Linked DNA regions of Mus musculus: all the other regions are linked to region 5. A link is a contact called in public promoter capture Hi-C data. All regions are on one chromosome and are shown on one strand. Each heading gives the region's core, a stretch centred on a gene start, on an enhancer-like site or on the middle of the called end of the contact. The rest is flanking DNA. Distances are from core to core; before and after follow the strand shown.

The links. Promoter capture Hi-C pulls out the DNA fragments that hold promoters and counts their contacts. Capture Hi-C pulls out chosen DNA fragments and counts their contacts.
Region 1: a promoter capture Hi-C map of embryonic stem cells shows a contact between it and region 5, with 2.3 times the contacts expected there. The contact joins the promoter of BC048507 here to the promoter of Rsl1 in region 5. A contact is called at or near these places in 6 of 39 promoter capture datasets (the 3T3-L1 cell line, the C10 cell line, embryonic stem cells and 3 more) and 1 of 9 other capture datasets (macrophages).
Region 2: a promoter capture Hi-C map of liver shows a contact between it and region 5, with 6 times the contacts expected there. The contact joins the promoter of Zfp273 here to the promoter of Rsl1 in region 5. A contact is called at or near these places in 2 of 39 promoter capture datasets (embryonic stem cells and macrophages), 6 of 484 Hi-C or Micro-C datasets (CD4 T cells, CD8 T cells, LSK cells and 2 more), 3 of 115 datasets of contacts at active chromatin or transcription factors (bone marrow-derived macrophages, large pre-B cells and memory CD8 T cells) and 2 of 9 other capture datasets (adipose tissue and liver).
Region 3: a contact with region 5 is called in a promoter capture Hi-C map of adipose tissue, with 4 times the contacts expected there. The contact joins the promoter of Zfp65 here to the promoter of Rsl1 in region 5. A contact is called at or near these places in 5 of 39 promoter capture datasets (hippocampal neurons, liver, neutrophils and 1 more), 2 of 484 Hi-C or Micro-C datasets (CD4 T cells and Sertoli cells), 4 of 115 datasets of contacts at active chromatin or transcription factors (astrocytes, large pre-B cells, memory CD8 T cells and 1 more) and 2 of 9 other capture datasets (adipose tissue and liver).
Region 4: a promoter capture Hi-C map of adipose tissue shows a contact between it and region 5. The contact joins the promoter of Zfp85 here to the promoter of Rsl1 in region 5. A contact is called at or near these places in 1 of 39 promoter capture datasets (embryonic stem cells), 2 of 484 Hi-C or Micro-C datasets (B cells and CD4 T cells), 2 of 115 datasets of contacts at active chromatin or transcription factors (bone marrow-derived macrophages and large pre-B cells) and 1 of 9 other capture datasets (adipose tissue).

The regions. Positions count from the first base shown.
Region 1 is chr13:67,859,878-67,864,602 of GRCm38.p6, reverse strand. It overlaps BC048507 (cDNA sequence BC048507), which reads right to left and starts at 1,277. Exons shown (of 1, transcript NM_001001185.3): 1 at 680-1,277. The coding sequence starts at 1,097. The coding sequence ends at 828.
Region 2 is chr13:67,810,548-67,815,238 of GRCm38.p6, reverse strand. It overlaps Zfp273 (zinc finger protein 273), which reads right to left and starts at 1,423. Exons shown (of 4, transcript NM_198322.3): 1 at 1,343-1,423. The coding sequence starts at 1,348. All of the region lies in intron 2 of 4930525G20Rik (RIKEN cDNA 4930525G20 gene), which reads left to right. It also overlaps the pseudogene Gm9625.
Region 3 is chr13:67,727,309-67,732,591 of GRCm38.p6, reverse strand. Zfp65 (zinc finger protein 65) reads left to right here and starts at 3,419. Exons shown (of 4, transcript NM_145622.2): 1 at 3,419-3,531. The coding sequence starts at 3,526. Zfp85os (zinc finger protein 85, opposite strand) reads right to left here and starts at 3,330. Exons shown (of 3, transcript NR_027969.1): 1 at 2,890-3,330.
Region 4 is chr13:67,753,591-67,758,784 of GRCm38.p6, reverse strand. Zfp85 (zinc finger protein 85) reads left to right here and starts at 3,583. Exons shown (of 4, transcript NM_001001130.3): 1 at 3,583-3,722. The coding sequence starts at 3,717. Zfp85os (zinc finger protein 85, opposite strand) reads right to left here. Exons shown (of 3, transcript NR_027969.1): 3 at 1,947-4,206.
Region 5 is chr13:67,171,541-67,176,370 of GRCm38.p6, reverse strand. Rsl1 (regulator of sex limited protein 1) reads right to left here and starts at 3,189. Exons shown (of 4, transcript NM_001013769.1): 1 at 3,118-3,189. The coding sequence starts at 3,153.

The DNA of each region.
Region 1 (4,725 bases), core at 28-2,527, 690 kb before region 5:
TTATTTATTTATTTATCGTGTAGTCAGCATTCTTCCTGCATGTATGCTAGCAGGCCAGAAGAGGGCACCAATTCTCACTATAGATGCTTATGAGCCACTCTGAGCCACCATATGGATACTGGGAATTGAACTCTGGACCTCTGGAAGAGCAGCCAGTGCTCTTAAGCTCCGAGCCATCTCTCCAGCCCTGTTAATAATATTTTGAAATGGAGATACCTCAAGTGTCTTGTCATAAGAAGTATCTTGTGGCCTGAACAGGCAGTGACGCTATCTCGGTGGGCATGAGTGATCTCATTAGCATGTGTTATGATAGACTTCAACAAACAACACTGGATTTACATTCAATCTCTTTATAACCATCCTAAAAGATTTGAAAGACAAATGCATATTTCTTATAGAGAAAACATAGCTCCAAGGCCAACAGTTGTTATTCAAGGTCAAAACTCATAAATAAAAGGAAGGAAAACAGGGCTGGTCTGTTTTCTTGAACTTAATCTCCCCCCCCCCCCGCCGCCCCCCGCCACACCCACCTCCCATGCGCAACCGTGTTAAGATTTTTCTTTTTTTTTTTTTTTTCTTTTTTTTATGGCATCTCCACCAGATTTATTTTTAAAGGAATGACCTAAGGGAGAAAAAACTAGGGTACAGAAGTATGGGCTAGAAAATAAATACAAATGTAAGCTGTTTCACTAATTTTATAACCACAAACTTGTACAGAGAATGAGGCCCTCTACAGAACACAACAGGTTCAGACGAGGCGTTCCCTTAACAAGGCTGAAGATCCGGACTCTGGTATTTGACATTTAGGATGCAGTCAGTCCACGCTTTTACCCAGATTTGAAGAGAAGAATGGCCACCTGACCCAGGTAGAAGTAGACGAAGTGTTTGGTTTCGTACGTCACGTAACTACCGAAGTTCCGGCCCACAATGCAGTGCCAGGTGGGGTTGTACTTCTTGTCAAACTCCTTCTTGATATGGGCCGCAATATCCTTCTCTGTGCTGTACTTCTCCAGCGCCTGGATAGCACACCTCACCGAGTCCTGCTGCATCTCTTCCGACATGTCTACAGTTTTTATCACTGCCTTCCGATCGCACATGGTTACCGCGGAGCAGGGGCCAATCGGCCGCTGCGTGCCCCTAGGGAAGATGCTGGCGGTGCTCAAGCAGCAGCAGCAGACAGCCGGTCCCTGCTGAAGCCGAAGCCGTGGCGCATCTCTTAGCTAAATATTTAACTGTATGCGTTTGCTACCTTTTCTTTACCCCTTCAGGAGCCATTTGGTAGGTGGTTTATTTTGTCACAAAAAGCAAGAAACCGCCTCATTGTGACTGCACAATTACCCGCTGACCCTCTGAGGTGGGGAGCCGAACCCTGGAGACCTGGCTTTTCATGAATCAGAAATTCACATGTGTGAGGAAATGCAGTGGAAGCAGCAGACACTGCTGTTGCTTGAGGGAAATATTTTAAATGAACCGGCCTACTCTCCAATAAAATCAAAACTTTTTTTTTTTTTTTTTTTTGGTTTTTCGAGACGGGGTTTCTCTGTATATCCTTGGCTGTCCTGGAACTCACTTTGTAGACCAGGCTAGCCTCTAACTCAGACTCCCGAGTCCTGGGATTAAAGGCGTGCGCCACCACGCCCGGCGCACTGTGTCTATTTCACGAGGGGGAAAAATGAGCGTATTTCCCTAAGAAACTTCAGAAAGACTGATTTAAACACGCGGGACCTGATGAACCTCTAATGGCTTCATCTTAATTAGTTATACCTGTGATGCTCCTGTTTCCAAATACGGGCACACGCCGGAGCTCTGTGTTCATATTCCTGAAAGATTCAATTAACCCATAACATTTGCTGTCATACCTTGCTGACATGTTCGCAGCTGTGTTCACAGACCTGAAGATGGCACTGTGCATCAGCTGAAAACATTCTCAAACCACCCGCAACAGAAAAATCCGCACACTGCCCACAGCCCTGGCTAATACATGAAATTATATAAAGATTCAGATCATATTTCAATTTGAATTGGATGTACCTACGTTACCATTTTTCCCCCCATTTTACTTATTTGAAGCTTCTGGTTAATTGCAAGTTCCCAGACAAGGTTAAGAGAGCAAGATTTACCCACAGATATGCAAGAAAAATTTCCGAGCCTTTGCAAGTGACTCATGCCTGATACCCCCAACTTTATAACTACTATAAGCTCTTAGTTCTTATCATTTCTCAGCAGTAAATGGGGCCACTGATTAGCAGAAAAGAGCAATCTTCCTGGCTTTGGCAGCCCATTCAACTAATCACAGTACTTGGGAGGCAGAGGCAGGTGGATGGATCTCTGTGAGTTCAAGGCCAGCCGGGTCTACAGAGCCAGTTTTAGGACAGCTGGGGCTACAGAGAAAACCTATGTCAACAGAAACAAAACAGAACAAAACAAACAAACCAAAAACAAAGAGGAGGAGGAGGAGAGGAGGAGGAAGAGGAGGAAGAAGAGGAAGAGGAGGAGGAGGGAGAGGAGGAGGAAGAGGAAGAGGACAGACAGAAATAACAAATCTCTTCCCCATTCTGGGCCCCTTTTCCTTTCTAACTTTTACATTTAAAAACAAAGAGTTAATAGCAATTTAAGCACTTATTAATGTTTAATATGTTCACTATGGCACAGAATTCCAGGAAAAATATGTACATGTCTTATTAATTACATCTCTCAATGCTATCACCCAATGCTTAATAAAAAGCAACGAGAGGAGGAAGGGTTTATTCTGGCTTGCAGCTCAACAGGATTATTCCACCATGGTGGGAAGACAAGGCAGCAGGCAGGGATGATATGGTGGCAGGAAGTGCCAGGTCAGAGTACACATCACACACAGTAAGCAGAGCACAGACAGGAAGTAGGGCCAGCCTGTAAATCTCATGTTCCTGGCCCACCACCTCAGTACTGGCTGCTTTTGTGTGTCAACATGATACAAGTTAGAGTCATCAGAGAGAAAGGGCCCTCATTTGAGGAAATGACTCCATGAAATCCAATGGTAAGGCATTTTCTCAATTAGTGATCAACTGGGGAGGGCTCAGACTATTGTGGGTGGTGCCACCCCTTGGCAGGTGGTCCTGGGTTCTATAAGAGATCAGGCTGAGTAAACCAGGGGCAACAAGCCAGTAAGCAGCACCCCTCCTAGGACTCTGCATCAGCTCCTGCCTCCAGGTTCCAGTCCGGCTTGAGTTCCTGTCCTGACTTCCCCCAATGTTAAACTATGATGTGGAAGTGTAAGATGAATAAGCTCTTTCCTGACCAATTTGCTTTTTGATCATGGTGTTTCTTCCCAGCAACAGAACCTCCAACTAAGACACCCACTTTCACCAATAAGGCTCCGCTTCTTTTTTTCTTTTTCTTTTTTCTTTCTTTCTTCTTTTTTGTTTGTTTGTTTGTTTTTTGTTTTGGTTTTTCGAGACAGGATTTCTCTGTATAGCCCTGGCTGTCCTGGAACTCACTTTGTAGACCAGGCTGGCCTTGAACTCAGAAATCTGCCTGCCTCTGCCTCCTGAGTGCTGGGATTAAAGGCATGTGCCACCACCACGCCCGACTTTCTCTCTCTCTCTCTCTCTCTCTCTCTCTCTCTCTCTCTCACACACACACACACACACACACACACACACACACACACACAGTCCACTTTCCTTCCCAGGTCCCTCCCTCCCTCCACACTTGTGATTGCTTTCTTCTCTCTTCCAAGTGGGACTGGGGTGTCCTCACTTGGGCACTTCAGTTTGTTGAGCCTTTTGAGTTCTGTGCACTGTATCTTGGGTATTCTGTACATTTGTTGTTGTTGTTGTTGTTGTTTTTCTTCTTTTGGCTAATATCCACTTATTAGTGAGTATATACCATGCATGTCCTTTTGGATCTGAGTTACCTCACTCAGGACCATATTTTCTCATTCCATCCATTTGCCTGCAAAACTCAGGATATCCTTGTTCTTAATAGCTGAGTAGTATTCCATTGTGTAAATGAACCACATTTTTTATATCTATTCTTCTGTTGTGGGACATCTAGGTTGTTTCCAGCTTCTGGCTACCACAAATAAGGCCGCTATGAACATAGTGGAACAGGTACCCCTGTGGCGTAGTGCGGCATCTTTTGGGTATATTCTCAAGAGTGGTATAGCTGGGTTTTCAGGTAGATCTATTTCCAACTTTCTGAGGAACCTACAGATTGATTTCCAGAGAGGTTGTACCAGTTTGCAATTCCACCAGCAATGGAGGAGTGTTCCTCTTTCTCCACATCCTCTCCAACATGTGTTGTCATCTGAGGTTTTGATCTTAGATTGGTGTTAGGTAGAATCTCAGGGTCCTTTTGATTTGTATTTCTCTGATCACTAAGGACTTTGAACATTTCTTTAGTTGCTTCTCAGCCATTCGAGATTCCTCAGTTGTGAATTCCTCAGTTCTTTGAACTCATTGGCACAGGGGGAAATTTCCTAGACAGAACTCCAATGGCTCATGCTTTAAGATCAACAATTGATAAATGGGATCTCATGAAACTGGAAAGCTTCTGTAAGGCAAAAGACATAGTCAAAAAGACAAATCGGCAACCTACAGACTGGGAAAAAAAAATCTTCACCAACCCCATATCCAATAGAGGGCTAACATCCAAAATATATACAAAAAACTCAAGAAGTTAACCACCCAAAAAACCAAACAACCCAATCAAAACATGGGGTATAGAACTAAACCAAGAAGGCTT
Region 2 (4,691 bases), core at 174-2,673, 640 kb before region 5:
TCTCCAGCATACAAATCAATTTGACTGGTGTGGCAAAAACAGCACAAATGGCAGGGTGAGGAGACACGTGTATACAAAGGACGGGATGAGCAGCCAGCTGTTTACAATCACAGTTCCATGAGTGAGCCACAGCTCTTCAACTTCATCTCTCAATCTTTCCACAAGAAAACAAATTTCTTACATCGCAGTCTCTGGTGCAATTTTATGAGTTAATATCTTCTAGTATTTTCCAGTCTGTACTATAGGATCAGTGATAGCTGGGAAGGTACAAAGCTCAGAGCGCCCCCTCTATGAGGTTTTGGTTTTGGTTTTGTTTTTTTGTTTTTTGTTTTTTGTTTTTTTTGTTTTTGTTTTTGTTTTTTGTTTTTTTTTTGCCTCATACAGGTGTGTGAATGTGAGGGTTCTGTCACAGTGGGTAAAGGAGTGATTCCTATCCAAAGTGAGCCGCCCTGAAAACTAACAATTTATCACAAAGAAAACGGGACGAACATCCCATACACCAAACTCCCCCGCAGAACTCCCTGTCCTGGAAACTATGAGCCACACGAACTCAAAACCAGAGTCCTGGGCCTGTCATAGAATATGGGAGGGCTCAGAAAAACCCACTTGCTCTAGATTTCCTGAGGGATCTGACAATAGCAATGTGAAAGCTAGTAACAGCAAGCTTCCCCAGCCAAGGGGCTGTGTGCGCTCTCATCATAGCCTGCTTCCGCACGATCAGCCAAGCCACCCTGCTCTAGCCATGTGGTGTGTCTCAGTGTAGCTCCTTGCTCCATTATCATAAGGTAAAATTGTGTCAATGTGCATTTTCCCTCCTGCCATACGATTCTAGGTACACCTGAGCTTTTAAAGTCACAACATATCGATCAAAGTAAGACGTAAACTCAATACACAGTGACATTGAAAGGTGGAATCATATTCCTACAACAACCTCTTTAAATCTGGTATTTTAAAAGTAGCCTAAAGGTATTGAAAAGCCTTGGGCAATAGCGCTCTTTTGGAGATCTTCGCATAGACTTGTGGGAAATGCAGTCCCTCTAATCATGACGTCACTAGACAGGATTCAAGCTTTCCGATCTCCATTCTTGCACTAGCAGGCCACCTCTCAGGTCCCTGAAACACATGATTGACTCTGGCAGTCGCTCCGTCCTAACAGAGCATTCGCTCCTGGCACCGTGCGTGCGCCCCACCCCTGCACTCTGGCCAAGCCTAGATCTGCATTGCACATCCAAGTGGGCTTCTCTCCGCCTCCCGCCCAGCCCTCACCGGCTCCCTGCACGCCGGACCCGCCCAACCTCAGAGTTCATGAGGTTTGCAAGTCTAGGCTGCACCCGGGACCAACCTCCATGTTAAGCGCGAAGAACAAGCCACACTGTCCGAACTTTGAGAACGCCGCAGAGTTTGGAGAATCACAAATGCAAAATGAACCCGGAAGCACAGAGAGCAGAGTCCTGTCTAGCGGGGTCATGCAGAGAGAAACTACATTTCCCAGAAGTCTATGCGAAGGACTGCCCTGAACCAAAGAAGTCAGAGGGTTTATAGGTCATGGATTGTATTTAACTGGAATTAGGCTCCTTTAAAAATCCCAAATTTACAAAGGGCAATTTGCGAATATGAGTGCAGCCTTTTACAGTAATGTGTATTAAGTTTACTTCTTACTCTGATCAATGCTGTGTCTTAAAAAGCTCAGGGGTTTGAGACAGAAGAATCACAAGTCTATGTCCCAAATTACACACTACCAAAAGAGATGGGGGGCTACTCACTGGTGAAGCACTTGCCTGGAGTAAAGGAGGCCTAGGTTTAACATCCATTATGACACTAAATCAAAGAGGAGAACAAAAACAAAAAACAGAACAATTTTGGTGTGTACACTGAAATCCACAGTTTGGGGCGGATATGGGCTAGGAAACACAGATATCTCTTACCGATAAGCCCCAGAAACCCTTTGAGATTTTCTTCTGTCCTTAGTCCCTTGTCCACACGTTCCTCAATTAATCCGTGTAAACAATTTAATATTTGAGAGAGCTGTGCCAGAGCTTTACCGGATTCTCTTTCACAATCTCACACAACTATTCACCACCAGATGTTCTTCCAGCTCCTGGCTCTACTCTCAATGGGAGGAAAACTGATCTTGGGCTCAATATGGCCAGTGAACTGACTCTTGACACACTATTCATCACTCATCATAGGATTTCTATCATAAGAGATTGCCGCGGAGCACCACAGTCAAGTATGAGGGTCCCTGGAATGAGGGTCCTTGAAGCTAGGTGGATAAGGTTTTGACAGTGACAAATAGAAACAAACACATAGGCAGTTTGAATCTGAGTGTATTCTGCAGCTCTCAAGCAGGAGATATTATACATTAAAAAACTAAACATTACATCTCTTAGAAACTACATCCAAATGAAACATTCACAGATACCAACAAAAATCATTTGGCACAGTAAAGTAGAAAAATCATCCAAGCATTACAACTCTGAAACCATGTATTCAGTGCATTGCAAACAGAACAGGTAACATCATCATAAATCATCAAAATATAACAATTCTAAAAGGATGTATCCAGTGGGGGCTGCCGTCCAAAGCTAGTGGCATATTTCTAGGAGCAGGTTAATAAATCTTTAATGATCAGTGCTAAACTAACTTTCCAGCCCCATGGAATTATTTAACATCTAGTGCCTGATTTTTTATAATCTTCAGTGTATAAATTTAAACTACTTTAATTCTTCCTAATTAAGGCTTTCTTTAACATATACCAAAATCCACCTCCGATGACACATGTGTAGCCATATGAAATTTTATTGTTGGGAAAGTTTTTATCATAATAATTTTGTAAATGATTTAGAAAGTAAAGTGTTGGTTTCCCTGGGGTTAAGGTCATGTTAGTGGCCCAATCTCTAGGGATTATTTCTTACCCATTATTCTCACTTAAGATCTTGGCCTAGGCTACCAGGAACATATAAATAAGAAAAGGAATAAGAGAAAACAAAACAGATAGATTGACATGAGAACTACGACTCAAAATTTTTTCTCTGGTGAAGAGTTCAACAACTGGTTCCAGGAGGCCTCCCCCTTTTGAGGTCAATTGCCTTAGTCTGTGGAACTTGTAACACAGATCCTACTGGAGGTGGTGTGGCAAGAGGTCTGCTCTCCCAAAATGCCACCTGAACCTCCCTCACACTCCTTGCTGGCTAGTGAGACCAGCCTGGCCTGACTCAGTGTAGGGTAACATGGAGCAACTGAGACTGCAATGCTGAAGACAGAGGTGGATCCAGCTGCAGCAGCAGAGGCAGAGGAAATGACTCCCCCTTCCTGCTCCCATTCTCTCACTTTTGCTTGAACCCTTGCACCCAGCAGGGTGACCTCTGTGGAAAGACTACAGTACACAAGCCCACAGACTACCATATGCAACTCTAAAAAAAAATAAACCCTTTCCTCCACAACTTGATTTATGGTCATGGTATTTCATCACAGCAATAGTAACCCTAACAAGGGCACTTACCATATGACTCAGCTGTACCAGTTCTTAGCAAATGCCCAGAAGAGCCTCCAGTGTGCTTCACAGACACTTGCTCAGCCACGACCATTGCTGCTCTACTTAGTAAATATTAACATTCCAAATGTCCTTCAATAGATTAATTGGTAATAAAAATATGGTCCATATGTGAAATGGAATGTTATTCAGCTGGAAAGAAAAATCAATAATAAAATTTTCAGATAAATAGAACTGGGAAAGAGTAATTGTACTGAGCAAGGTAACTCAAACCAAGAAAGACAAATATCATATGTTCTCTCTGCAGTTGCTAATTCCAGATGTTCAGATGTGAGTACAATCACTGGACTGACTACAGAAATTAGGAAAGTTAAAAGGAACCATTTCCAAGGCCCAGGAGGGGCAGGAGGCAACAGAGAGAATAGCAGGATATAAGTGATCTGATGGGGAATGTGGACTCTTTTTTTTTTTTTTTTTTAAGAGAAGTAAGCCTTTATTTCCATCTTTCTCAAATTAAGCAGGCTGACTTGGTTGCTTTGGCGGGATTAGTCAAAGAGACCAAATCCCATATCCTCATCTGATTCCTCCGACTCTTCCTTTGCTTCAGCTTTGGCAGGGGCTGCAGCAGCCGCAGGGGCAGCAGTGGTAGGCAGCAGCCACAGGGGCAGCAGCCTCAAATGCAGATGGATCAGCCAGGAAGGCCTTGACCTTTTCAGCAAGTGGGAAGGTGTACTCAGTCTCCACAGACAATGCCAGGACGCGCTTGTACCCATTGATGATGGAGTGTGGCACCGAGGCAACAGTCGGGTACCCCATCTGCAGACACACACTGGCCACGTTGCGGACACCCTCCAGGAAGCGAGAGTGCAGGGCCTGCTCTGTGATGTCGAGCACTTCCGGGTTATAAATGCTGTCGTTGTCAAACACCTGCTGGATGATCAGCCCGAAGGAGAAGGGGGAGATGTTCAGCATGTTCAGCAGTGTGGCCTCGCTGGCTCCCACCTTGTCTCCAGTCTTTATCAGCTGCACATCACTCAGAATTTCAATGGTGCCTCTGGAGATTTTCGTGGTGATGCCCAAAGCCTGGAAGAAGGAGGTCTTCTCGGGCCCCAGACCAGTGTTCTGAGCTGGCACAGTGACCTCACACGGGGCGATGGCACCAGCCCGAGCAGCAGCTGGCACCTTATTGGCCAACAGT
Region 3 (5,283 bases), core at 2,170-4,669, 560 kb before region 5:
AGCAGAGCCTTGTAAAAAAGCAAATAGAGCCATCAAGGTCAGAAGGCTCTACCCTAGGTAATCTCCTTCTTAGTGGCAACAAGGTCAAAGTATGGATCAGCCTGCTTCAAGGCTGAGGGAGGCTACAAATAAACAACAACTACAGAGGATAAAACTTGATGATGTGAGCCGGGCGTGGTGCTGCACGCCTTTAATCCCAGCACTCAGGAGGCAGAGGAAGGCAGATGTCTGAGTTCGAGGCCAGCCTGGTCTACAGAGTGAGTTCCAGGACAGCCAAGGCTACACAGAGAAACCCTGTCTCAAAAAACCAAAAACCCAACCAACCAACCAAACAAACAAACAATCCCAAAACTTGATGATGCATGGGGCTTTATAGTACTGACTACTGTTCATACCCCTACAGGAGGGTTATGGCAAGATGGTCCTTTGGAGTCTATCCATCAACCTGTCACTCCTAGATTACTCTGGTGACTCACATGATTTCCAAAGGGTTCAGGTGCAGTAAGGAAGTAATGGGTATAACAATGAACAACTGACTGAAGTTCTTTTACATTCAGAAGATTGGCAGATTGTGTGAATTAGCTTTACAGGCCAGAGTTTACACCATTTGTCCAGTCATCCTTTGTTATGATTTTTGAAAACTCTATGGATTACCTTTCCATTTTAGTATTCTGTTGATCACTTGCCCAGTGCAGCTTTAGCTTTTACTGACGGATCTGCAAAAGGCAAGCCTGTAGCTATCACTGAAAGAACCTAGTGGGGAAACCCACACTCTGTTCATGATTCGGCGTGGAACCAAAAATCACGAAAATGACCGTCTTGATGTAAACACACGAAGTAGTTTAATGACGGAGCTCAGGACTGACATGCATCTCACACAGGAGGTAACAGATATTGGCCACTAGGCTCGAAAGCTAGAGGTTTTTGTAGAAAAAGGGTCTGGAACTGGGGGAGGAATCGGCGCAGTTACACACAAATGGGCAATTTAAACATCAGAGACCAGTATGTGATAGTAACTCTAAAGGGAAGGTGTTTATCTTGGTCGGCAGGACATCTGGCTAAAACCCAAACCATATCAGCAGGTGGTCCATTACTATCTTTAGCTTGTCCAGAGATTGTCCTTTCGTGCCTTTCTTATCTCAATGGATAGTTGGTTCCTGGGATGACTTTACAGCCTTTGTTCTTTGCTCTAAGCCCAAAAAAGCCCTCCTAACTAGCAAGCCACATGAGACATGGACCTTGAATAAACTTTCTGGCTAGGGCTTTAAACTCTTGAATTTAGTTTTCTTTCTTTCATCATTAGTGGAACCCCCTGAAACTCCTGCACTAATCGCTGTGATTTTTGCCTTTACTAAGTTGCAAAGCTGTCCTTTTAATCTCTACTTTGATTCACAATATGTAGTTAATCTTTTCCCAGCTATTGAAACCGCTACTCTGGTTCTAAACAAAGCTACCATATCTTCACTTTTATTTAAGTTACAACTTTTATTTCAAAACAGAACCTCCCTGTGTTTTTTATAAGTCATTTATGGACACGCATTTATCTGGGCCCTTGACAGAAGGCAATTGGCTAGCTGATCTTGCTATACAACCTTATATTTGTACAGCTTAGAGCAAGCAGAAGCATTATGCTATCAAGTAGTTTAACAAGACAGGCTGTCAGGCAAGAGCCATTTGTCCAGAAACCCATCATTCTTTGCCTACGGGAGTTAATCTCAGAGGACTCAGACCTAAGGATCTCTGGCAAATGGACATTATGAATGTTCCTTCTTTTAGCATACGTTCTTTTGTCCACGTTTGTGCAGGAACCTTCTCTCATGCCATAGTCACCTGGGCAAGGACAGTATTATTAGAAAACAAACTCATGCTCTGTAAGAATATTACCTACTCTCAACTACATAACAATCTCCTTCGCTTACTGTAAGTGAACATAGATTTTAGAGGAATTTGGTCAAATCTCACAGCTAATCCAGAATGTTTGTATGGGTGAAACTAAAATAATCAAGTTTTTATAAAATGATAGTATGTCTGATAAAGTTGAAACTGCCAACATGGTCTAAGGAAACATATAAGGCCTGAGAATCAGACTGTGGTAAACTCTCCCTAAGTATGCCTGGGCCCCTAATATCATGCTAAATGGGGCTTCCTGTATGTTCAGTTAGGTTCTGCATGTTCGTTTTGTTCCTATACCATATTAGTTCCTCCTCTTCCTCTTGAATTAACCAATCCCACTAGGAGGAAATGGAAACTGCAGAACAGTTGAGGGTGAATGCTGCATCCTCACAGATCAGCACCTCCCAGAGGAGTCAGTGCCCTCTCAGGTAGGTTTACATGTAACAGACACAAACATACATGCACACACACGCACATGCACATGTACACTGGAATCCTAGACATGTCCAGAAATGCTAAGGCCTTATGGTTGATGACAGTGCCCTTCACTGCAGCATTCAGGAGGAGTACAGACTAGTCATGACCTCATTCTAAACAGACATGCCAATCAAGTGTTCAGGTGAATGTACTGCTTGACTCTAGTTTCTCTAAGTGGAGCTGTATCCCTGGGTTAACACACTGCCTGGAATACAAGAATTGATAGGAACTTCACATAGTCTCTGTTCTGAATCAGTTTCCCTGTGAATCAGAATGCATCACAGAAACATGAAATCTTCCTTGTGATGGATGGGGTTCATACCTTTGTCTCAAGCATGAACTGCACAGGAATAAACTTTCCTAAAGAAGTGAGGGAAGTTCAAGACAGATACCAAATATTAAATAGTCTGAAACATGAATGATGGCATGATCAGGAGAGAGAGGAAATTCTATAAGGAACATCAAAGGGAACAAGGGAAATCCTATAGTGCACAGTGTACCAAAAGTCAGTAGACTCACCAGTGTGATCCCAGGAGCTCTGCGCCTCCTGCTGGGAGATGGGGAGGAGGAAAGCCTGTGCTCAGAGAACACCCGGTGGTGACTAGTTTTGATTTCCTGTTCTTCTGTCTTAAGCACCTGAGATGCTGCATGTCAGGCGGGATCACCAAGCGTGGTTTCATTAAAGAAATGCTCAGTCCTACATTACCTTCCTGCTTCCTTATTTTTAAGTAAAGCAGACCATGAAAGCATGATTTCCCATGTGTTAGTATGATTTCATAAGTAGATTTGAGCTTTAAAATCACGTTTTAGCAGAAATAACTAGCATGTATAATTAACATTACTGAGAAAGGCTCGACTCACAGGCTAACATCCCTTGCTGAGACCACAGCACTTCAAAAGAGCCCGAATGCCCTGTGGCTGCCCATGTGCCTGTTTCTTTCCAATTTCACTTGCTCACACTTAGGCAGGTACCCAGGCAGTGCACCGAACTCCTTTGGTGTGTTCCTGGAAGTCCTTTACACTGATTTGTGGGAGATGTAGTCCCAACAATTATGACGACTCCAGAAGGGGCCGTTGGTACCAAACTTCCGGATTCGTTCTTAAACCTTGCTTCTCCCCAAAGTTAATCGAGTGTCTTGGGTTTGGATCCCTGACATGGAGGTTGGTGCAGGGAGCAGTGCGGTCGTACAGATCTGAGGGACTGTGCAGGATGGCGGGTCAGGCGCGGAGGGAGCTGGCTCAGGCTGGTTGGGAGACGGGGGGGGGGGGGGGGCGGGGGGCGAGGGGGCCGCCGACCTGGAGGTACTGTGTTGACCTAGGATGGGCCACTGCCCCTAGGAGCAGGATTGGCCGGGAAGAATGTTAGAGACAAGGGGATGGCAAGGGCAGGCTGGGTCTGCTGACTGCCTGTGCGGAGATGCTGAAGGGAGCATTCTACTTTGCTCTGCCTAGCTGACCCTTACTCATGTGATTGTAGTCTGAGTCCCAGCACTTACAGAACTTCCGGAAGTTCCAGGGACAGAGAGTCTTGTGAGGGCGACTGTTGTGTGGGATGTTAGTTTCTTTTCTTTTGGAATGAATTGTTAGATTTATGGATGCCTCGGGTTGAGTAGGAATTCCTAATGTACACCTCTGTGACCTGAGTCGTCACAATACAAGGCTATGTAGCTACAGAATAATCTTGGAATTGTTTTGAACTTATGTTGGCACAATCCAAATAATTATGGATTTTACACTTAAGCTTAAAATCACTAGACAGCAGTGCCCCAATAATACTATCTGAGTATATTTATTTTTTCAAAATTTGGACTGCATTTCTGATAGGATAGTACACTTGTGTGATGAGAGAAAGATCGCAGGGAGGGGCTGGAATGCCTGAAAGGGAAGGGAGAAAATATCTCTGCTAATAGGCCAGGCTCTGAACATTGTTCTCTTACCACATGATTTACTTCTGTCTGTTCACATTATCAGCAGTGACTAATCTCTTCTAAAAGTACTCTGTCCCTCAATGTGGCTTTCTGGTTTACTGATGCTTCCTGGATAGTTCTAGAAAGGATTCCCCAAGTTTTTGTACTGTCTTTGAGAGACTGTAAGATAAATTTCAAAAGCTGTAGCACACTTGGGGGTCTTAAGGTTTACACATAGTAGGTTCCTGTTCATGCAAAATGCACAGTTCTCCTCTTGAAGGGTTAAGAGAATAGTTTAGCCCAGAGCCATTTAATTGGCCATGATCTGAGAAGACAGATTTAGTTTAGTGAAAATTCCATACTCCAACTTGGAAGCAGTTTCATGGTTTTACAGAACAAATAATGTCATTAGCCAAGTAAATTTTAAAATACATTGATGTGAGTCTGATAGAGGTATGTACTGTGAGACATGGGAGATGTTCTATTCACCAAAGATACCATTTGATGAGATTTTAGCTTTTGGACTGATAGAAGCTCATGTTCTGCCTAGTCAGTGGATTCTGGGAGTTTCTTTTAAACTATTGTCACAAGCTGTGTGGTCCACTACAGAGTAAGGTAATGACTGCCCTTGAAGAGAAAACCAGCCCAAGGTAAGGCAGCCAACCCTGAACCTGCAGAATTCCAGGCTCTGCCCCTCCGTGAACTTCCACATGGGCCACCAGTCTCTGCACACACAGACCCCTTACAAGAGTTTTGCATTCACAGTCAGACACTCATTTTTTTTTTTTGTTTTTGTGTTTGCTTTTTCAGGGTTTCTCCTCCACAGCCCCTCCCCCTATCTCAGGTGATCTTGCTTATATTGTCACTCTTCAGTCAAATCAAGAATTAGTGAGCCTGGCTCATGGCATTGAAGCTGACTCTAAGGAAGTATGGGCTTCAGACAACTCCGTCCTATCTACTGGGATTTTCAATGAGTTTGCAACCCTATCTAGATTAATAGACATTT
Region 4 (5,194 bases), core at 2,334-4,833, 580 kb before region 5:
CTCCTATAAAATAAAAAAGTAAGTTAAATATGTTTCTTCCTTCAAGAGGGAAGAACCAGGGGCACAGTCACAGTCCTAACAAAGCAAAACCAAACTCCAAAAGTGTAAATAAGTTAATGTCTGATTATCTGGTATTCATTTACAATCTGCAAAAGCTTTATGACACTTCTCAGGCTCCTCCTTTTGCAGCACACACAATTTGTTTCCTAGGCTCAGACAGCTCCACTCCACACCTGCAGCCGTCCTTGGCAGTCGTCCCATAGTATTGGCACTTTGAAACTTCTGGTGCTGTCTGCTGCAACTGAGCTGCACTTTCACCAATAGTATCTCCTTGCCTGTCTTCATGATGTCAAGCCTCAACTTCTCTTCATGACCCCTTCAATCTGAGACTTCAACAGCTACTAAGACTGCACGTTCTCCAATGGCTCTCCTGGCTTCTCACAGTGCCAAGCCTCAGCTGTTCTGCATGGCCTCTTCATGGCTGTAAGACCAGTACCACTTGGGTGACTCTTAAATTACCAAGTGAGGCTGCCAAGCTGTGGTCACAATTTCTGTGTGCTGACTTTCTGGAAGCACTAGATTTCACCTCCATGATGCTGGTCTCTTCTTAATCACTGCTAATTTCTCAGCTCCAGCTAACCAACATTAATTGTCTCAGAAAAACAAAGGTTTTATTTTATCGGTTCTGGTCTCTTGTTAATCACAGGTGATTCTTCAGCTCCAATGGACCTGACGCCACAGGTTCTTAGTGGCCTGGTAGAGTCTTTGTTTCCCTCTGGAATTTCACAAGCCATTATTCTGTAAACTATACTGCTTCCAACATTCTTATCTTCAAATCTCAGAACAGCTCACTGAGCTCTGAATACTCAAGGGCTCTTCTAGGACAAGGTTTCAAAGTCCTTACACACTCCCCCCAACCCCCAGCAATATGGCCGTATCTGTCACAGCAGTACTCTACAGTCCTGGTAGCAACTTCTGTCCTAGGGTTAAAGTTTCTGCGGTGAAGCACTATGTCCAAAAGCAAGTTGGGGAAGAAAGGGTTTATTTGGCTAAAAATTCCATATCACTGTTCATGATCAAAGGAGTCAGGATAGGAACCTCAAGGTTGGAGTAGATGCAGAAGCCATGGAGGAGTGCTCCTGACTGGCTTGCTCAGCATGGCTTACTCAGCCTGTTTTCATATAGAACATGGGACCACTAGCCCAGGGATGACAGCATCTATAAGGATACACCCTCAGAGTTAATCACTAAAACAATGCTCTGCAGCTGGATCTTATGGAGACATTTTCTCAAGGTCCCTTCCTTTTGAGTTAACGTAAGACTAGCCAGCACAGGAGACACCAGACTGTTTGGACTGCTGGGTCTCCCTCCTCCTTAGCTGAAATTCTGTGTTTTTAAGCAAGGCTCCTCTGTTTAGTTATCCAGTCAATGACTCAGAGGCTGAATAAAATCCTAAGAAAGATTCCTAGACTCTCTCTGTTCTGGGCCCTGTGGGGGAGGAGTAGATTCCCCTGTCTTATAGTCCCCACATTGAACCATTCCAGGACCATCAGTGTCTGAAGGGATCCAGCATCTACAGTCCCAAGAATCACTTGGACCTACCTCATCTTCACATAGGAGCGGGATGGATTCTGTCCTGCTTTAACCGAGTCCCACCCCAGTCATCTCCCCTCTTGTGAAAGGATTGTTCGACCCTGAAGGGGGACATAACCCACAGGTTAAAACTCATTGTTTTATAGGATTTGAGAAGACGGTGTGGTCCAGATGAAAGGTGTATCTTCCCAGCTCAAGGTTGGGATCAAAGTCATGTGCCTCCCTATCTCAAAAGACTGGACTAGAAGCGAAACCACTGACTTCAAACCAAGCAGAAAAATCCCTCACAGGGTATCCTCCATTTCCGGAATCCAGTTAATTCCAGAAAGTAGTCAAGTGTCAAGAATAGCAATCACGGGGACAAGAGGGTTTATTTGGTTTACATATCCTGGACTACTGTCCATTGGAGAAAGCCAAGACAGAACCTCAAACAGGGCAGGAATCTGGAAGCAGGAGCAGATGCAAGGCCATGGAGAGGTGTTGCTTACTCAGCCTGATTCTTAGAGAACCCAGGACCCCAGCCCAAGGTTGGCACCACCCACAACATCCTAGGCCCTCCTACATCTATTACTTATTGTGAAGATGAAATGCCCTACAGGCTTGCCCACAGCCCAACCATATAGAGGCTTTTTCTCACTGAGGCTTCCTCCTCTGATGACTTTAGCTTGTGTCAAATTGATATAAAACCCAGCACAATTTCTTTCTGGTGATGAAACAAAAAAAGAACAATCTGATCTTCCCACTCTCTCATCCAAGAAGTAATCTCATTGTGAATCAGTGACCATGGCACGAAAACAAACTCTTTCCTCTCGTGGGGTTTATCGTTGGGTCTCAGATGTTACCAGTACAGGAATACATACACACGAGATAGGGAGTCCCATCACTCCGTGGTGTCAGTCCAGCCCCTTTCTTGCAATGAGTTCATTCTGTATGATCAGGAACATATTTCTGATACCTTTGTATTAAAGGAAGATTCATTCCTGTGTTATGAGATGAGGGAATAGAGTGAACTTCAAGCAAAAAACAAAACAAAACAAAAGAACCTTTAAGTACTTCCACATGAATGGGAGTAATGTAAGGAGTCCAGAAAGAGACTGGAAGTTGAATAGGGCAGATCCGAAGTAATACAGAGAGAAATCTTATGATGAGTGTTGGATAGTGGGTCAGGAGTCAGTTCACACACCATACTGATTCCAAGACCAGTTTTCCTCTAACTGGGAGAGGAGCCAGGAAGAACATTTGGTGGTGAATAGTTGTATGAGATTGTGAAAGAGAATCTGGTGAAGCTCTCTCAAATGTTAAATTGTTTACACGGATATCGGAGGAACGTGTGGACAAGGGGACTAAGGACAGATGAAAATCTCAAAGGGTTTCTGGGACTTATAGGTAAGAGACATCTGTGTTCCCTAGTCCACGCCCCAAACCGTGGATTTCAGTGTACACATCAAATCTGTTCGGTTATTTTTTTTTCCTCTTTGATTTAGTGTCATAATGGGTATTAAACCAAGGCCTCCTTCACTCCAGGCAAGTGCTTCACCAGTGAGTAGCCCCCATCTCTTTTGGTACTGTGTAATTTGGGACATAGACTTGTGATTCTTCTGTCTCAAACCCCAGAGTAGCTGAGATTTCAGAATATTTCCAGGAAACTTGGTTTCAAAAACTATCCTAAAGAGTTTGTGGTGTGCCCTAAAGTAGCTTCTTGCTCCGTTATTTTAAAGTAAAATTGACTCAATGTGATTTTTTTTCTGCCCCCCATAAGATTCTAGGAACCCCTGAGCTTTTTAAGTCACAGCATTGATCAGAGTAAGAAGTAAATCTAATACATATTACCGTTAAAGGCTGGACTCATATTCTCAAAATGCCCTTTGTAAATTTGGGATTTTTAAAAGCAGCCTAATTCCAGTTACATACAATCCATGCGCTTTAAATTCTTTGCCTTCTTTGGTTCCGGGTAGTCCTTCGCGTAGACTTCTGGGAAATGTAGTCTCTCTCTCTCTTTCTGTATGACCCCGCTAGACAGGACTCTGCTCTCTGTGCTTCCGGGTTCTTTTTACGTTTGTGATTCTCCAAACTCTGCGGTGTTCTCAAAGTTGGGACAGTGTGGCTTGTTCTTCGCGCTTAACATGAAGGTTGGTCCCGGGTGCAGCCTAGACTTGCAAATCCAGGAACTCTGCGGGTAGGCGGGTCCGGCGTGCAGGGAGCGGGGGAGGGCTGGGCAGGAGGCGGAGAGAAGCCCATTTGGATGTGCAGTGCAGATCTAGGCTTAGGGGTGGCTTGGCTGACCATGCCAGAGACAGGCTGTGATGAAAGCTCACACAGCACCTTGGCTGGGGAAGCTTGCTGTTACTAGCTTTCACATTGCTGTTGTCAGATCCCTCAGGAAATCTAGAGCAAGTGGGTTTTTCTGAGCCCTCCCATATTCTATGACAGGCCCAGGACTCTTGTTTTGAGTTCGTGTGGCTCATAGTTTCCAGGACAGTGAGTTCTGGCGGGGGAGTTTGGTGTATGGGATGTTCGTCCCGTTTTCTTTGTGATAAATTGTTTTCAGGGCGGCTCACTTTGGATAGGAATCACTCCTTTACCCACTGTGACAGAACCCTCACATTCACACACCTGTATGAGGCAAAAAAAAAAAAAAAAAAAAATTCTCATCGAGGGGGCACTCTGAGCTTTGTACCTTCCCAGCTATCACTGATCCTACAACACTGCAGAGTGGAAAATACTAGAGAATATTACCACATACAATTGCACCAGAGACTGCGATGTCAGAAATTTGGACTCCTTTTGTGAAAGGAGAGATAAGTTGCCCAGGTATTTGTATTGTGTGGAAAGATTGAGAGATGGGGTTGAAGAAATGTGGCTCACTAAAGGTCTTGTGATTGTATACAACAGTCTGCTCCCCATGGCATTTGTATACAGCCAGCTGCTCACCCCGTGCTTTGTATACAGCCTTTGCTCACTCTGTCCTTTGTGCTGTTTTTGCCACACTTCAGTCAAATTGATTTGTGTGCTGGAGACTGACTTACAGCATTCAAATCTATACCTAAGAAGCATGGGCTTTAAACTACATTATCATAATACCAGTATTTTCTATGTATTATCTAACTATAATTACAATAATATGGACACTTTCTAGTCAATGCCATTAATGTTCAGGAAACTAAGAACATGTCATTTTACATTTTATGGTGTGAAAAGTACATTTTCTTGTACCTTAGATCCCGTTTCTTAGAAGGTAGAGGTGATACAGCAAAATGCTTATATCACAGGTCACACATGCATGCATTTAATATATACATATACACATTTATATTTAATATATTTATCAAACAGACCTATTTAAAAGAAAATGTCAAATTTAAGGTTACGTGTGCTACCTAAGATTATCAAAAATAATTTATTTTTTAAATAGAGGCACTTGTTTCTCTAGCAAAGGAACATTGTTCAGCCCCCACCAGGCACACAGTGGTTCATAATTGTCTATAACTGCAGTTCCAGGGAACCAATAACATCTTCTGGTCTCCAGGGTAACCATGTGGTGCACCATCATACAAGATGGCAACAACATATGCACAAAAATAAAAATAAATGACTTAAAAAG
Region 5 (4,830 bases), core at 1,940-4,439:
TTGACAAGGACATCGGGTCCTCATACTCAAACTGCTCCTGCTCCAGAAATGTTCCTTGGGTATTACGTGCAGAAATTGTAGACATACCTATTGGGTCAGATCACAAGGTCATACATAGTCCTCTGGGCTTTGGTAAGCTTCAGTTTTCTGCAGAGTTCTCTCTGATGCAGACAGAAGCGCTTTGAACAGTAAGAGCTACACACTCATGTGTAGGAGTGCTTTGAACAGTAAGAGCTACACACTCGTGTGTAGGAGCCCTAAGAACAGTAAGAGCTACACACTCATGTGTAGGAGCGCTTTGAACAGTAAGAGCTACACACTGATGTGTAGGAGCGCTTTGAACAGTAAGAGCTACACACTCATGTGTAGAAGTGCTTTGAACAGTAAGAGCTACACACTCATGTGTAGGTCTAAGGAAAAGCAATCAGAATGCAGTGAGAGCTTAGGATGCTTTAATAACATGTCATTAGTATGTTCCCCTCTAAGGTTTCAACCTAACAAGTCACCTGTGGTAGCTTCTAAGCATGATGTAACTTCTATTGATGAGGCTTTAAGTCCCATTGGACAGCTTCTGCATATGCCAAGATATTGAGTGGCACTGTGGCATCTTTATGGCTGGAATGACATACAGGACATTGCTGTGGCCCACTGGTGTAAAAGATAAGCAGAGCTATTTTTTTTTTCTTCTCTCCCTTGGAACCTGGCAAAGCACCTTCAATCCGTATGGACAACTCGTCCCTGTTCAGATCTTCATGTCAGATCCAGCTGCAATGCCCTGAGTCTTGTGTCTGAAGTGCAAGGTGTTTCCACCCTTGGGAGGAGGAATAGCTATTGTCACAAGACTTTATAGGACAACATAAATATATCCTCTTTAAAGAATGACTGCACCAAAAATAGTCTTTTGTCTAATGAGCAGAATTCAGCAGCGATGGAGAGGCCAGAATGTCTCCAAAATGAACCGACATAATGAAGCACTTTGTTGAATAGGAGTTTCTCAAGGGAAAAATAAATTGAAAGGTCTTGAAACCTTCTATACAGCTAGTAGAGAAAGATCCTGTCTTTACAAGTATGAAAAAGCAGATTACACTTTTTTTAATGTTTGCATCACCAAGGCCACGGGAAAACCAGCAATGTGGAGAATGGCAGGAGCCCAGAGCAGAGCAAAGACAAAAACAACTCTCTGTGAGAGAATCAGAGCATGCTCACTATGGAGAATTAACTGCAGGGCTCACTCCCTATGTTGGCCAGCACTGCTTCCTCCATTCTGCATGGGTGTTTGTCTGCTGTCCTGAGTACAATCTCCTGTGAGCCTCTGGGGTGGAGGTCCGGGGACCTGTAAACAGGATACCGTTTTGTGTGGGTTTTAGCCAATACAATTAACAGCAAACATTGCAGGGGAATCAGAGACTTGCAAAATTCACTTTCTATGGGGAAGAAATGCAAATAATGTCTGACCTGAGGCAGGAACACTTCCACCCATTAACAATTACTACATATTCTTCCAATAACTGGGAGCCCGATGGTTACATTCCACTCAATGGAAGCCCATCCTAGAAGAAGTCTAGAGCAACAGAAAGGACAGCACAGATGTTTTAAGAACTCTTGCATCTCCTGACAGTGACAGAGATATATTTTCAGAGTTGGGCAGATCTAAAGATTAGCAGGACATTGGTGGGAAGTCAACATGAGAGGCAAAGAGAGGGCTGGATTCCTGATCAGGTTCCAAACAATACAGACTTCCCATTCCCTACCAGCCTGTCTATACTACACAGTGCTTAAAATACATACAACACAGATCACGAAGCAGCAACTCCTAGGTTGGGTCAAGAGTCAAAGAGTCTCTGAGTATGGAGTGAGGATTAAAGACAGGAGAGGCAGAAAAGATGCAGAGCCAAGAAATAGACTTGGGAGGATTGCTGGTCAATACCACAGCAGCCTCGAGTTTATTTTTCACCGCCCTTTTATACCTCATATTACCATGGGAAGCAAAGTTACAAGATAACAGAAACAATGGCAGAAATATACACAATGTCCATAAACTTCCTCAACAAGTCCAAGCCCTGATAATGTCATGTTGACCGGAACCATTTGGGGCCAAGCGGACACTCTCTTTTTAAAAAATTCTCGGGGCTGGTGAAATGGCTCAGCTGTTAAGAGCACCGACTGCTCTTCCAAAGGCCCTGAGTTCAAATCCCAGCAACCACATGGTGGCTCACAACCATCTGTAATGAAATCTGATACCCTCTTCTGGAGTGTCTGAAGACAGCTACAGTGTACTTACATATAATAAATAAATAAATATTTTTTTAAAAATTCTCAACTGTAAAGTAGGGATGGAGGTCCTGTCAAGTTTAGTAAACACAGCCCTCAAGGTGAAACATGGTGTGAGCTCCTTTTGATCCCACTCTGCCTTGTAGACATTCCTGCCTGTGTGTCCACTGCATGTGTTTCTTCAACCCTAGTCCAAGATTTTCCGTGCATTCAGACAGATATGTTGGCTATGTCCCAGAATTCCCCAACACGACAGCTGTTGTAACTCGGATTTTTCCTCTCTTAATTCTTTACTGGCAGCGAAAAATGAACACAGTCAGACCTCAAGGCCATTGCTATAAGCTGGCTACAGAGTACACGGGGACCAGAAACCCTTTTACTCTAAAGACACAAAGGACTCTGGCAGCATCCAGGTGAGATGGGGGCAGCCAGGGACGCGCGCTTCCAGCAATGCAGGTCTGTGAGCTCTGGCACTCTCTCAGGAGCAGGTAGTCAGCTCATCACCATTAGTTTGCAATCTAGTCCTCCACTACCAAGCTGCTCCAGTGTACCAGAGAACCAAGGCAGACTCGGGCTGCTCTCGGTGTTCTAAAGGAAACCTTCACTCAGGACACAATCCCAAAAGGCCAGTCCCCTCACTCCAAAACTGCAGCCTCAGTGGCCCCAGCCAGTTCAGCACAGCCAGTCCTGGCAGCTGCTTCCGCCCTCCCACCCAGTCCTCAAGCGCTCCCTCCAAGACAGAGCCCAGCTCCCGGCACTGAACCCCAGGCTATGCTGCTTCCTGAACCAACCTCCTTGACACAGATCCCGCACAGAGCCCCAGGCTACGCTGCTGCCTGGACCAACCTTCTTGTCAGAGACAACTGGAATAGATAGCCGCATACGATTTCCGCCCAACCTTAAGAAAGACGCACGAGTACAGACCTGAACTCAGAAGGGGATTTCCTGGAAGGCTCCCAGTGGTCACAGTGGTGCGGACTACATCTCCCAGAAGTCTGTGCGAAGGAAATCCCAGAACCCAGGGTGGGTGAAGTCTACTGTTTGGAGAGTTTTGTGGATGGGAACACACAGTTGAAGGTGCAAGGAGGAAGCCTTATCTGCAGAAAAGCTGTGGGTAATGAGATTGGTTTTCGACCCCAGAACCACATCGGAGATGTATGGATTTGAGTCAAGCCTTTGACAGAAACTTTTGGCTTACAAGTCATTTCTAGTAGTAATTTTAATATTACTACTTCCTGGCCGGGGGGGGGGGGACGGGACGGGGGGCACGTTGACTTAGTTGTTCGTTAAATAAACAAAGCAATACACTAACCAACGTGGCAAGGAAAACTAACTTTATAAAATGTTTGAAACCAGCCTTGGCGTTCCTGACTATGCTCCTAGCTCCTCAGTGGCTTTTGACAAATGGACTTGGGATACAAAGCTGGCTTGGTGTCTGCCCCAACAAACTTGTATACTGTTGTTTGTGTTTCTACTTTTTGAATATATAGAAACAATTCCTCCAGGGCATTGCTAATATTACACATACAGAAACACATGCTGTTTGAGCAGGCCAAGGAGGTTGACTCTGAAGATAAAATTTGACATCCCCATGCCACACCCAAGCATGTGTGTATCTAACATTCCTCTAAATCTCTTGTCCTGAGTTAATGCCCCGGACTCTCAGACATTGGAAAGAAGATCAACAAGAAGCCCATGGAGGCATTGATTAAAACCAGCTAACAGGCTACCTATGTCCAACAGAGACTACTACTGTTGATCTGTTGGTAGAAAGGTGTCTGTAATAAAAGCAGGTCACACATCCAGTCATTTCCCCTACTTGTTGTATGCAGGTGAGACATAAATGCACAAGGCTTTGAGTTGTACTGTAGAAACAAGAGTGTACAGAGCACAAACATTTTAAAGTGGTATACACCCTCACCACAATAGTTGAGTAGCCTGCAACTAGGATTTCCTTCTGAGAGCCCTCAGAAATCAGTGTACATGGGGCTGCTAACAAAACAGCCAGGGGATCACATGGAGTCAAAGCCTTGTCCATTCCTTAGATCCTGTGAACTAAAGGCAGGTACTAAAAAATCAGCTGCAGTGGAGTCTACTCCACTGTGGAACACAGACCCAAAGTAGCCTCTAAGACTACATAAGCATAGACTTAAGAGTTCAATCAATGTATTTTACTTATCCATCGAAATATATAGGGTGAGCATACCAAGTGATGATAGGCAATGCACGCTTAGAAACATCGGTACAGAAGATCAAAGAACAAAGGAAAAAAATCTTGAATCCACAAAATTGTGAAAACTTATTGATAAGGTATTAAACACACAATCCCAGTGGCATGGTTTAATCTTTGAATTCTGTATCCACAAAAGGCATGCATTTTAAATCCTTATTATTGAGTATGTGATAGGAAAACATTTGAGAAATTTTTCATCCTTCACAAAGAGCTCTTGGGATGAGTTTCATTAGCATGAGCGTAAGCGATTTGAGATGCACTTAAGTGTAATGTTAGTCTTTCACAATGATTTCATACTTAGGTCTGCAGAAAAGTGCACAGATGTT